Regions from separate parts of the Sus scrofa genome. Here region 2 is linked to region 1. The links are chromatin contacts, called in public HiChIP or PLAC-seq maps. All regions are on one chromosome and are shown on one strand. The core of a region is the stretch at or near the end of the contact, and the rest is flanking DNA. Distances in the headings are between cores, read along the strand shown. Region 1 overlaps ST7 (suppression of tumorigenicity 7). Region 2 has its middle 12 kb from the start of CAPZA2.

Region 1 (7,121 bases), core at 1,595-4,094:
AAAAACATAAAGTGAAGAAATTACACTTTAAAAATATTTCAAGATTAAGGCAAAGATAAGAGGAAATGCTGTCCTTAGTGCTGTTGAACATTCTGTGGGCCACCAAGGGAGGCTGGGGAGTCTCATCTGGAGATCTCAGAAAGTGAGAAAGATCCTTAAAGTTGGAGTCATAAAAGCTCAGGGTTGGCAGAGACCTTAAAGGTCATTTAGCTCTAACACCCATCTGGTGCTTGAATCACCTCGACACTGTCCTTGCCAAGTGGTCATTGTTAAACTATTTTATGATTTTTCTGAAGAAAGAGAATCTTTGGAGGTCTTAGTGAAAAGATTCACTTGAGAGTTGGAAATCCTGCCAATGTAACCTGTTGATCTGTTTGGTTTCTGATTCTGTCATGCAACATATTTATTTTTCAGTTTCTTGTCATCTACAAATTTGATATGCCTGCCTTCTGTGTGTCATCTATGTTCCTGATAAAAGTATTAGGATTAGGGATAGAACCCTATGTCATGACATACAGAAACCACCCTCCAGGGTCATGTCTTCATGAATCATCATCCTTTGGTATTTATCGTTCAACCAATTACTAAGCTACCTAATTACACTGTGATTCAGCCCATATATCTGCATTTTGATCTTAAAAATGCCAGTTGTAGCTATGGATCTTTAAGGTACAATAAAATCCCTTAGAATATGTTAAGCTAGCACAACCTGAAACTATTCCTTTAATAATCCATTAGAATATCTTTCAAAATCAATGTTCTGTAATTTGGGAAGTCTACCTTCTTCCCCTTTTTGAACATTTTTTACTACATTTGTCATCTCATCTTCTAGTACCTCTCCATCCTTTGTTATTCCTTAACCATCCACAGAGAGCAGTTCCATGGCCTGCCTACAAGATCTGTTGGCTTCCTGGGATTTGCATATCCCAGTACAGTCATTCATTTAGAATAGATCAGTTATTTGCTACCTTACATCTTTGTATCCATTTATAGTTTATTTCTCCTCCCTTTGTCAATCATTCTCCCTGATGGAGAAACCAGGAACAAAACAGAAATTAGAGAATTTTGCTTTCTCTTTATTATTCGCTGCTACTAATTATAAATGTTCCTTGTTTTGATGTTGTTGTGTGTCTGTCTTTTTTGCTTATTTGTTTTTATCGTGGTTTTGGAGAAGTGAGAGCAAGGGGGCCTTAAACATAATTTAAAAACAGAGAATAGTTGGTTGTCTTTAGCATTTTTTTGTTTGTCTTTGTTTTGTTTTGTAAGCTTCTGCTAATTTGGGGTTGTAGCTCTCCCGACATTACTCTTATAAGCTCATTTCACTCTCTTACAGTCCTTCATTACATGCCCTCTTTCTGTCTTTTTTTACATGTCCTTTAGAGAAACCTTGTGAGAGATCTCTGTACAGCCATAGTGGTAACTTAAATGTCACCCCTCTTTTCTTCCTGAGAGGGTCATTTATGATTGTAGTTATGATTAGACATTTGGAAGTTGCTCAACCCTCTCAAACCATTTTTCCTTCTGAGTCTCATGCCATTGAATCATTCCTCTTTTCTTTGAATTTTTTGAAGTCCACCTTACCTTCTTTGATTATCCTGAACTCCAAAATGACATAGTAACTCTCTCTGAATGTTCCTATCAATTTTCATTTCACCAACTATTTTTTTCTTCTTGGTCAGAATTAGGTCCAGAGTTGAAGTTCCCCTAATTGCTTCCTCTACCATCTGGGAGATAAAATTATTACCAAAGTAAGTCGAGAACCTGTTGGGGGCCCTACTTTTAACCAAATGAGACTTCTAGCAGACATCTGGATGGTTGACACCCCATCACCATACTTTCTGGCTTCTGTATGTGTATTGTGTTGTGACAAGGATGCATCATCTATATCTTCCATTGAGCTGAGCAGTCTGTTCTGTACCCCGCCCCCAACCATTAGCACTTCTATTGCTCTTTCCTTTCTCCTTCACTCATAAGCTCTTAGCATGTTTCTACCCCAGACTCATGAGTTTCCACATAGATGTATGTTTTCTTGGCCAGTAGTGCTACTCTGCCTCTCCTCCTATGAATGCTATTTGTAATATAAACAAAGCAAGCAAGCTACCCCAACCTGTCTTCAGTTCCCAGTCCACCAACTGTAATTGTGTAGCTAATTCCTCTGATGCTATGTCCACCACTCAGTACTATAATCTCAATTTTCACTTCATTTCCCTGGACCCATATTTATGTGTCTGCACCTGAAGCCTTAAGTATTGCTTCTTGATACCCAACCCACTTTTTTTCTCTAGTGAATCACCGGGCAGTTTCGGCATCATTTTTCTTTCCAAGCCATGGCTACTGCCCTCCACAGTGATTGGTTTTACAGCTTTTTTTCTGGGCATTTTCCTCCCTATCTCACTGCTTTCAGTTTAAAGCTCTATTGACCAGTCCTGCCTGAAATCAGAAGGATTGCCTAAGAAACTTTTAAGACCCCTCCTCATGGCTAAGATTAACTAGTAACCCCAAATCTCACTTTAGCTGTAAATTCAGCCTCCTTTTCCTAGCTGGCTATTGCAGTAAAAGTAACATTCGGTTGTAGTAAAAGTAACATTTGGTTTCACTTTCTGTTTGTTTTCTCTCTTGTGGTCTAATGGAGGTTCTGATAAATATGGAAATGACCATAAGAGAGGCAGCGGAGAAAGCAAGCCAAGGGATCTGTACAGATCAGGACCTGTGTGGTCTGCTCTGGCTTCACCGTTTCCTTATTATAGTCCTTTCTTTGACAGTTGGGTTGTTGTTCTATGATTTGGAAGGTTTAAATTTTCAAAGAGTTCCCCTTGTTCGTTGGTTGATTGTTTTTCCTCTCTGACTTCCTACATTAAGAAGTTGTTGAAAGGATTAAATGAGATGATATATGTTAAGTGCCTGGTACAGTGCTTAATATATACTAAGCAACAGGTGATAGCTTTTATTGTTAAAGGTGTGAGATTTAACTCTTGCTTGCTACTTTTGATTTTGAGCTCTTTAGAAATAACTCTGCCTGTAGGTTCTTCCAGTATTCTTCTCTGACAGATAACCAGTGCTAACTATAACGAGATGTTGAAGCACTGCTTTTAAATGAATAACTTACTTGCTTTAATGAATTTCTCATTCTGAAGAAATCCTTAAAGAGAATCTGTGTTTAATAAATAGAAGTAAACTTTATGGTATCTCTAACTTTGAGTGTCAGAAGGAGATGTTTAATAACAGCTATTATCATTGCCATTGTTAGCTGACATTATTGAGCATGGACCACATGCTGGCTACTACTGTACTGAGCACTTTTCATGCATCACCTTACTTAACCTTCACAACAACACTGTGAAAAATAGATTCCATGTTGATCTCCATCAGGGAGGCAGAGTAATAACTTGCCCAAAGTGACACACTAATAAGGGGCGGAGTCCACATGTGAGCCCCATGCTCCTAACACTACTCATCTTATCTCTCAAGCTAAAATACAGACGTTTCTTTTGCACCATTATTTTGTGTCAAAACGACAAACAGGGATGCATGAACCAGTTGGCCACTCTGCATGTTTTGGCATAACTCCTGCCCTTCTGCATGCACTCCTGCAGCTATTACAATGTCCTTGGATTTGTCATTGATGGCAGCTATTATCTGAATGGACAGGTGTGCAACTGCTTATATTCTCTTGGCGGAAGAGGAAGCAACAACAATTGCTGAAGCAGAAAAGCTGTTTAAGCAGGCTCTGAAAGCTGGAGATGGCTGTTACCGGCGTTCTCAGCAGCTACAGCATCATGGATCCCAGTATGAAGCCCAACATAGTAAGGTTTCCTCTAGGTTGACATGTTGGGGGATCAGAATTTTAACATGATTAGTCAGAGAAAATGTTCAGGCCAGTTCAAAATGTGATTTTCCCCTAGATTAGAATAAGTATTGGTTTTTGCTTTTCTTTTTTTAATTAATTTTTCCTCCCCATAAGAACACAGTCCATAATTAACTTATAGCTTCATTACTGCTCATGTTTTCTTTCCTGTGTAGATTCTTAACTCCAGAAATAAATGGTAATAACCTTTAATGGTAATCTTTTTCCGCCTCAGAATTCTTACATATTTTTGTTTATCTGTTGCTTATTTACCCCATAATTTTAAGTCCTAATTGGGAAACAGGACTTAAATTAGTGTTAATGCTATGAAAAGTTTTATCTTATGGATTTTCTACAGCACAGGTTGAAGTAGGACAGCTAAGAATATAACAATTATTGTTGATTATCTCAGATTGTCTTTTGCAATTATTTAGGAAGCACTGGTGTTTGCTTCCAGAGAGTAAAAGCCATAAGTTTCTAATTATTTTTTTATATTTAAAATAACGGCTTATTTTATTTAGCAAAACTCTTTAAAATGAGACCTTTCACTTTAGTATACTAAACTGAAAGTTATATTTGGGGGGAATGGTATAAAAACAAGACAACAAAATAATTTCTGGAATTCCCTGAGCTTTGACTTGTCAGTTTGTTGGTAGTTTAAGCAAAAATTTAGTGATTCTTGTGAGAGGGAATGTTTTTATTATTTAAGCAAACTTCAGCTGTTTCCTTAAAGTGGAATTTCTCTCAAATCATTTCTCTCTCATGCATCTTGGAGAGTAGGAGTGTATCTTCATATTTGAGAGTATAAAATTGAATATTAGTATTAAACTTGGATTTGGTGCAGAAACTGAGTGCCTTACTCCCTGTGACTAAGGTACAGTGAGATCTTTGCACCGTAGCCCATCTATATGTCTGTCCTCACAACCCATCAATACACAGGTTTTTATTTTTATTCTGTAGTAGTTTATATGTTAATCAAGTCTGTAATCACCATCTGTATCTTACTTTTTTGAAAAGATTATGTACAACACAATAAATTTTGAAGACATGTATAGTAAATGTCTATTTTAACTAAATGAATATTAATACATAAAATTACATAATATATAACTTAAGAAGTTTTCTTTATTTCTTTTATTCTGTAAATAAAATCCTTTTAACCTGTTGTCTAGCTCTATCCAAAAAATATAATCACATCTTTAAAATAATTTGAAGGTACTTGGCAAATTTTCAGCCACATCTTGTTCTCATTGTTTAAAACTTGAAATGTTAGGACTTTGGTCTTAACATCTTTTAATAGCTGCATATTATACATATACTTAATCTATAACAGGTGTGTCATATTTTTCTAAAACATGGTAATTTTATTGAGGATTAAGCACAAGCATGTTCTCACTGGTCTGGAAACATATCCAAAAAGACATATAATTAAATAAGAGATTAAGATGAGAAGTTGTTAATGTACTTTTTTAGAGTCATTGAAGTGACTATTATTACAACTATTTGGCCTGTCAATGCCTTCTCTAACACTAGGGTAGTTTTCATTTTGTTGCATAGTCTATTGTCATATCTGGAATGTGTTATTTTGCCATCTAAAATCGACTGCTTTGGGGACCTGGAGATGATTATGATGTCACTAGTGTTAGGGAAGGAATAATGTAAAACAGAAGTTCAAGATGAGGCTTCTCCAAACTTAATGTCAAGAAGGAAAAAAAAATGGTTCATCAGGATGCAACCTGAGAGTCACCTCTTTGCATCTTCCCCAAAAGCATGCACACTAGAAGAATGTGTTCTTGCTTGTAAACCACATGCAATGTGGGTACAGTCATTTTCCCAGCACTTTGTGGCAGATGATTTTGTTTATCACATATTCAACATCGTGACTCAAAAGCATGGATTAATAATCAGTCACATGAGTTGACCTTTGCAAGTCTAAGCACTTTGACTCTACTCTGTATGTACTCTGCTGTTAGCACAGTTGTCAGTGCTCCTGGCAGTAAGAAAACATCAAGGGAGCAGATTGTTCTCTCTGAGGTTTTCCTTGAAGAGCCTAAAAAAATGCACCTCTGTATTTTTTCTTGATGCTCTGCAGAAAGCTCTTGTTTTGTTAAGTTCTGGTATTTTATATCTCCCTCTTCAGGACGAGACACCAACGTCTTGGTCTACATCAAAAGAAGGCTAGCAATGTGTGCCAGAAGACTTGGGAGGACCAGGGAAGCAGTGAAAATGATGAGAGATGTGAGTTTGAATTTGTGTTTGGAAACAGTGGCAATGCACCTGACTTAGAGAAGGAGGAGCCCACTGAATGGCCATAGCACATGGTACCACTGATGGTGTGGTAGTCCCATGGGGCTGGGGTTCTGCTCTAGCTCCCAACTTAGTAAATGAGTGGTCTTGGAAAAGTTACTCAGCTTCTCTGTGCCCTGTTTCCTCATCCGTAAAATGGGGATAACAGTAACTTTAACAATAACACTGCATTAATAATAATGATTACTACTTAGGATTGTTGTCAAGATTAAATTAAATAAAGCATGAAAAGCTTTTAATAGAAAGACTGGCCTATTAAAGAAATCTCCATAGATATCCCTATTATTAAACCTTTGGAGCTGTAGCCAGAAGCCAAGAATGAGATCAGCCATTTTAGCTGACTGACTTTTCTGTGTTTAGTTGTTAGGAAGATTTGAATAAACTATGGGTCAAATTGCTACCCTCAAATTTAATGATATTATGATCTAATGTTTTTGTAGTCATTTCAAGTATTTTCCTAGGTTCTTGAATCAGAATATTTTCTTAGGAGTGGTCAACAGAAGAAGAGAGAAAATAGGTGTGAATTTTAAAACAAAAGAGAACCAAAGGAGGTTATTATTATGTAACTTTAAATAAAAACAGTGGTTTTAAGGGAAACCAATTGAGGAACTTTTACTTCCACATTTTTTTAAATAAAAAATAGTTTTTATAAAGAAATGGACACCACTAGGAATTGTATTTATAAACCATTTTCTTTTAAAAAACAATCTCAGAAAACCTTTTTTAACATGTAATTCTTCCACATCTTCCTAAATTAGGAGACACAGGTAACTGCCCATTATAAAAACGAAAGAACCAAGGAGTAAGATAAAAGTGGCATCTTGCTCAGCTCTCAGCTTTTGAGTTGGAGAACTGGACTGTGTAAACCTAGTGAGCCTTTCCCCAGTTTGTCCCTGGAAGGGCAGTTATTTGTGTAATTCTCAGTTACTCTTTGGCGGTAGGGACCTGCACTCCAGCTGCACCTCTGGTT
Region 2 (7,121 bases), core at 2,972-5,471, 260 kb before region 1:
ATAAATAGTTCATAACATCATATGGGTTGCTGAAGCCTGAAGTAAAGGGGGTCTCAGAGGTGTATAAAGGAACTCCTGGAGGAAATGGAGTTGGGTACAATGAAAAGTGGCACAGGGGTCAGGGACTGAGGGCCGCGAGGTAGAAGTACCATAAGAGAATTTTGGACATAAAATAAGGTGAGAGATTAAACAACAAAAGAACCCCAAGTCCATTTCCCAGTTCTCTTGGTGGCTGCTAAGATAAAGTTGAAAAGGACTTAAGGACTTCCTTTGATGCTGACAGCAATAACTCCTGCAGCTATGGGGCCTCAGTTTAGGAGTGAGATCCAGAAAATCCTTTCCCAAAAATGCATGAAAATATGAGATGAAAAAGAAACCTTGCTGTGCAAGCAAAGTGGGAAGGAAAGCTGCAGAAGATGACCCCATATGAGACCGAGAGAGAGAAGCAAAGAGAGAGAGACACTTTGGGCTCCTGCACGGTTGGAAATCAGGTTTCCACAAGGTCCCAAGAACGTCACCTGCCACCCAAGTGTTACTTGGATCTGCAAGACCTGGAAATTAACCCCTGCCACCCTTAAGCTTTAAGGGGAGCCGTTACACAATGAGTGGACCCAGTTTATGCCCTGTGGGTCTTAGAAAGGAAACAAGGCAGAGAGTGAGAGCAAGGAGTACTTAAGACAGCAGGAGAAAGAGTCAGGATAAAGCCAGGAGGAGGTGTCAAGCCACAGGCAGCTGAGCAAGACCTGGACTTTACATTGAACTCCCGAATTTTCAGCAATCTACCTTGAAGCTCTTGGCCAAATGATTTCAGAGAGGCAGTAATGGCTGATGGCTTGAAGCGAGATCCTAGTTTTCTGCTCAGGAATTGAACCTGGGCAGCCTGGATGAAAACAAGAAATCCTAGCCACTAGACCAGCTAGAGGCCAGAAGTAGAATTGCCCTGATTCTTACCCCCTGTTGAAAGTAAGAATGTTTCAAGGAGGCAAAGACTGTAAAAACAGGTATAAAGTTTATTGTCAGAAACACAGTACAACAATGTGGGAGAGCACAGAAACACAGTATTAGTCTATTGAGCTAAGGCAGAAGTAAAGCAGTAATACACACCCAAAGGAGAAGTGAGGGTGCAAGCACCCCCTCAGAATGAGGAGCACACCAGAAAGGTGATTTAAACTACTTATGTAGGACAATTCTTCCGGGTTTTTTCTGTCTTTGGCCAATTAACTTGTTTTATCTTTCACATCTGACCAGATCTGGGGCCCTTCCCTGATCTGCATGTGCATCTTTTGGCCAAGATGGATTCCAAAGCAAAGCATGGTGAGAAGGTAATCCAGGCTTATTGTGGCCTGGTTACCCCCTCCCTTTTTGACCCAGAGGGTCTCTCTGCGCATGTGTAGTTGGGGTCTCAGTGATCCTGAGGATGGGAAGTACGTGACCTCTTAGTTCCTTTTCGCAAGCAGAGCTCAGCCCCTCTTCTGGTCCTATCATCCCCATTGTTTAACAAGTTCACAGAAGACAGGTACCAGTTATTTGCCTTGTGCCTGCTGTTATTTCTATCTATCCTGCTGTAGTATAGATAGGTGGCTGGTTGTAAATGTCTATCCTAGAGTCCACCCATCTCCTGCCTCAGGAAGTGTAAATACAAGGTTCGTTGCAGTTGTCTATCCTGAGCCCATCTATCTCCTGCCTCACTACCATGGGCCATGGTGGTACTGGGTCCCAAACTCCAGAAGGACAGAGCTCCTTTTTTTTTGGAAACTCTCCCTACTTATTCTTCATTTGGCTGTTGATTCATAACCTTTAATATCCTTTCTTTTTTTTTTTTTTTTTTTTTTTTCGTCTTTTTGCCATTTCTTGGGCCGATCCCGCGGCATATGGAGGTTCCCAGGCTAAGGGTCAAATTGGAGCTGTAGCCTCCGGCCTATGCCAGAGCCACAGCAACGCTGGATCCGAGCCGCATCTGCAACCTACAGCACAGCTCACGGCAACGCCGGATCATTAACCCATTGAGTGAGGCCAGGGATAGAACACGCAACCTCATCGTTCCTAGTCGGATTCATTAACCACTGCGCCACGACGGGAACGCCTAATTTTTTTTTTTTTAATATCCTTTCTAATAAATTGGTAATGTAATGAGTAAACTGGTTTCCTAAGTTACTATGCAGAATAATTGAACTCAAGGAAAGTGTTGTGGGAACTTCTAATTTATGGCTAATCAGTCAGAGCCAGGGGTAACAACCTGGAATTGCAATTGGCATTGAGGTGTGTGGGGTGGGGTCAGGGGGTATCTTGTAAGACTAAACACTTAACCTTTGGAATCTGATACCATCTTTGGGTAGAGACTGTCAGAGCTGAGTTGAATGGCAAGACACTCAGCTAGTATTGAAGAATTGCCTAGTAGTTGGAAAAAATAATTGAAATTGGTAGTCAGAATCAGAGAGAGTAAGCCTAGGACATCCAGGTGGACATGCTTTATTAACAGGTAGAAGTATAAATTTGAGAGACAGCATAGAGGTTTTAGACTGAGCCAGGGAAAGGATGAGAGCAGAAGTGAGGGAAATGCATTTGGGATGGGCTCTGAGCTGGTCAGAGCTTTACCTGCAGCTAGGACTAGATACCTTCTTTGGGACTGCTTTCCTAACTGAAGAAGCATTTTCCCCAGTTACACTTAATAGAATTTATATTATAATAAATACACACATGCACACACATGTATTTTTGGAAATTAAAATAAGACTTTTTCTAGATCAGTGTTTTCCATACTTTTGTTTAGGGAGAACTTTCTGGGTGAAGTTAAAAAGTATCTAATATGGGAGTTCCCGTCGTGGCGCAGTGGTTAACGAATCCGACTAGAACGTGAGGTTGCGGGTTCGGTCCTGCCCTGCTCAGTGGGTAACGATCGCGTTGCCGTGAGTGGTGTAGGTTGCAGACATGGCTCGGATTGCTGTGGCTCTGGCGTAGCGGTGCAACAGCTCCGATTCGACCCTAGCCTGGGAACCTCCATATGCCGCGGGAGCGGCCCAAAGAAATAGCAAAAAGACAAAAAAAAAAAAAAAAAGTATCTAATATGATTCTATTATTTAACTGTTAGGCACTTCAGTATATCCTAGAACCTTTGTCCTAGGCTGGTTAATGAAATGCTGAGAAAAGAATCTAAGTCTCTCAGGCTTATTTGACAAGTGAATCTTTATTCTTGGAGTGCTGATAACATCTCCTAGAACTAATGTTTTGCTGAATCATTTGGAAATTACAGATCAAGATCAGGGTACTAAACCTGCATCTGAATCAAAATGCAAATGCCTGCCCTCCACCCATGACCTGAAGAATCTGTAACAAGATCCCCCAGGCAATTCTCTCTTGCTTGTTCGCGCTAGCTTTTTTTGCCACGCCCACCGCAGGTGAAACTTCCCAGGGGCCAGAGGTAGAACCTGTGCCACAGCAGTGTTGACGCTGGATCTTTAACCCACTGGGCTACCTAGGAACTTCCCCCTCAAGTAATTCTGAATTGCCATCAGCTTTGGAAACAGCCGATATAGATCATTTTTAAGGCTCCTTATAAGACAAAGCAGTGTTTGGGAAAGGAGAATTTGAAAGAAGGTGTCAGAAGTATGTTTGGTACAAATCAAGCAAGGTAAGGGATAAGAAAATATCATTAACTGTTGACTAAGACAAGGTCATAAGGGACCTTATTACATGTTTTGGTCCCTGTAAATTGAATTCTACCCATTTCTCTAACACGTTTCTCCAACATGATTATAGCTGTTCACCCTTCCTCTTGTACAGTAAGCTACGAAGCAAGACTACGTGGTGCTATTAGAGTGCAAACCAGCACTGACCCATTTCTTCCCCTTGTGTTTCTTTCCCTCTTCCTGCTTTGCATCTCCATTTACTTGGCTGGCAGATTTTCACCCATCAGGCCTCAGCTCATACGCCATTCCTCAGAGAGGCTTTCCCTGGCCACCTGAGTAGTCTCCCCTAGTTACCATCTCATTCCAGTTTATTTCCTTTTATAGCACTTTTAGAGAAAAATATTGTAAGAGCATTTTAAAACACAACTGGGTATTCTCTCCAATGCTTCACCAACTCTTCATTTCAGTCATGTTGCTTCCAGTGCCCCACCACCCTTCACTCTGCATTGTGGATTTGTGTACAGACACCTCTCCCAAGGCTTGGGCATGGATTTCCTGGTCTCTGGGACTTGTGTCAAGTTAGGGTTAAAGATCTTTCAGGCTACTGATGTTTCTGCCTGCACTCACTTCCTTTAACCACAGAGGTTCTGGTTCCCCTGCAGTTTCCCATTTTCTGTGAGCCACAGAAGGGAAAAAAAAAGAACTCGTCTTTCCCTCTTTCTGCTTGATTTTCTCTCCTCTCTGTACCCCCACAGTCTCACACCCCTGGCTTCAGCCTCCTCCTGCCCAGCCAGAGAAAGCTTCAGAAGGCCTTTCTTGTCTCCCAGTAGGCTCTAGACTCAAGTGAAAACAATTTTGAATTTGCAGTCAAAAAATCCAGAAGAAAATTCTAATTACATAGAGTCTCAGCTTCCTCAACATTCTCTGTTTACCTCACAAAAGGCTTTTATATGGAAAAATAAGCACAGTAAAATGCAGAATAATATTTTTGAAATGTAACCTCCTTGTGACTTGTAAGGGTAGAAATATAATTGTTTGTTCCCATCTCAGATCTGCTGAGTTTGCCTGTTTGATTTGCATACAAAATTAAGTTGCAGCAAATTCTTCTGAGGCTGTTCAGGCGAACTATTGCCTTGGTCCCCAGAGCAGTCCCGGTTACACAAGCAAACTGCAAGATGCTTCAACACAGTGAAGCTGTTGCCTTAATTTACAGTGCTTGCTTAATCTGGCGCCAATATGAGTTTCATAACTTTTTAAATATATTCTTATTTCTTCACTAAAATTAAAAATAAATTTAGTATTTTGCTTAAGTAGAAGATGTGAACATTCCAGGGTTTGTTTACACAACTTAAATTATGCAAATGTTCAAGTACTTTTTTTTCTTTCTTTTGCACTCATCACCATCTTTTCAAGAGAAGTGAAAGTGAATCTTAAGCTTTCTTTTTAACTCTAGGATAAGATGGCTAGGGGCAAGGGAAGACCAAACTTGATTAAAATATGCCTTGCAACTTTATACATTCTTTGCATCTCATGAGTACTGGATTTAATCAGAAGTCTAATCCTAGGAATTACTTTAACAGAATGGTACTAGAAAACTAAAGAATTACTATTACATTTTAAAGAATAAGCCTTGTATGTGATTAAAAACAAAAAATGGAGTTCCCTTTGTGGTGCAGCAGAAATGAATCTGAGTCATATACATGAGGATGCAGGTTCAATCCCTGGCATTGGGGATTGGGGATCCGGCATTGCCATGAGCTGTGGTATAGGCTACAGATATGGCTGTGGCTGTGGCGTAGGCTGACAGCTGCAGCTCCGATTCAACCCCTTGCCTGGGAACTTCCATATGCCGTTGGTGTGGCCCTAAAAAAGCAAAAAAACAAAATAATAAAAAGTTGATTATTATCCAAGAGGAAAATCACCATTATCCTTTATCAATGAAAGGAACTTTTAAATGTTACTGTATTAGGGTTCCCAGAGAATCAGTACCAATGGACTACATAGATATATTTTATATATACACATATATATATATTTATTTATTATACCAATTGGTTTATGTGGTTATGGAGGCCAAGAAGTCCCACCATCTGCTGATCTGCCAAATGTAAGTTAGAGAACCAGGCCAGCCTGTGGTGTAATTCAGTCCAAATGCCTCAGTGGAAGGGGAAGAGGGGCAGTGGTATTTGACTCTGCGTCTGAATGCCCAAATATCCAAGGGCAAAAGATGGATGTCTTGGAGTTCCTGTCAAGGCGCAGCGGAAACAAATCCAACTGGGGACCATGAGGTTGCGGGTTTGACCCCTGGCCTCACTCAGTCGGCTAAGGATCCAGTGTTACCATGAGCTGTGGTGTAGGTGCAGACTCAGCTCTGATTCCACGTTGCTGTGGTTGTGGTGTAGGCCAGCGACTGTAGCTCTGATTTAACCCCTATATAGGTGGGTGCAGCCCTAAAAAGAAAAAAAGAAAAAAAAGATGGATGTCTCGGCCCAATCATGGAGAGAGTTTGCCCTTCCTCCCCTTTCCCTTTTTGTCCTGTTTAGGCCCTCAATGCATTGAATGATACCCACCTGCATTAGCAAGGGAGAGCTTTACCTAGTCTACTGATTCAAATGCTCATCTCTTCCAGGGGCCCTTCACTGACACAACCAGAAATAATATTTTGACTGCTATCTGGCCAGAAATGTCTCCTTTAGAAAAAGAGGCCATTTGGAATGAGACCTTTAACCCAGAAGAGATGACAGATACCACCAGTCAGGTACTCCCTGCTACCTTGAACTGGAGACACAGAGAATAATTAACCAATGGGATTTTGAGGGAGCAAAACCTTGAGTAACCAGCAACCCCTTGGAGAAGTGGAGACAAAGGAGTGGCACTTGTCTTCCTCCAACCACATCCTCTTTGGCTTATTTTTAAATTTATTTTTGCTTTTTCAGACACCTTGAGGGGTAGGGAGGTGTCAGAGTATGTTGATTGATTTATAACTTTGGAAATGGTAGCTGCAGCAGCAGGAAAGGAGTTGAGTCACATGAATGGCTAAGAACAGAATAGGGATTGATGAGATGAGCAGATAACCTATATGCCAGAGCATCCCTGCTCCAGTCTGGAATGATTTTCCAGGTTTGGAAGGCGGTCTGATCTCTAGGAGGCTGAGAGACCTGCAGATTCCTATCTTTCTAAGTAGAACTGGGGGAGTCCCTGTTTGAAGTCTCATTACCTGACTGAGATCCTGTCTTCCTCAATTCCCCAGTTTTCTTGAAACAAATACTTCACAACTTTTTCTTTATAATTTATAATGAGCAATAGAAATTAACTTTAGTTTTTGCCATGGTGAGTGTTTATCAACCAAGAAAACAAACAAGAAACTCTTAGCACTCAAGATCACTTTTTTCTTTCTTTTTTTTTTTTAAGAAAAGTGCTGTGTTTTAGGTGATAATGTAAAAAAAAAATTTTTTTTTTTTTGTCTTTTTGCTATTTCTTGGGCCGCTCCCGTGG

What was found. HiChIP or PLAC-seq counts read pairs in DNA pulled down with a chosen protein or histone mark.
Region 2: a contact with region 1 is called in an H3K27ac HiChIP or PLAC-seq map of alveolar macrophages. The contact joins two enhancer-like sites. A contact is called at or near these places in 1 of 5 promoter capture datasets (fetal liver), 2 of 47 Hi-C or Micro-C datasets (heart right ventricle and skeletal muscle) and 2 of 2 datasets of contacts at active chromatin or transcription factors (alveolar macrophages and skeletal muscle).

The regions. Positions count from the first base shown.
Region 1 is chr18:29,114,839-29,121,959 of Sscrofa11.1, reverse strand. It overlaps ST7 (suppression of tumorigenicity 7), which reads left to right. Exons shown (of 15, transcript NM_001123198.1): 7 at 3,649-3,803; 8 at 5,985-6,082. Among named protein-coding and RNA genes, the nearest start is that of ST7, 170 kb to the left of the region's middle. Within about 2 kb of position 2,844, at least 13 of the 83 cell types and tissues checked have an H3K27ac peak or open chromatin away from gene starts, as enhancers often do. A contact at or near this core is called in alveolar macrophages, where this site is marked.
Region 2 is chr18:29,373,926-29,381,046 of Sscrofa11.1, reverse strand. No RefSeq gene overlaps it. Among named protein-coding and RNA genes, the nearest start is that of CAPZA2, 12 kb to the right of the region's middle. Within about 2 kb of position 4,221, at least 11 of the 83 cell types and tissues checked have an H3K27ac peak or open chromatin away from gene starts, as enhancers often do. A contact at or near this core is called in alveolar macrophages, where this site is marked.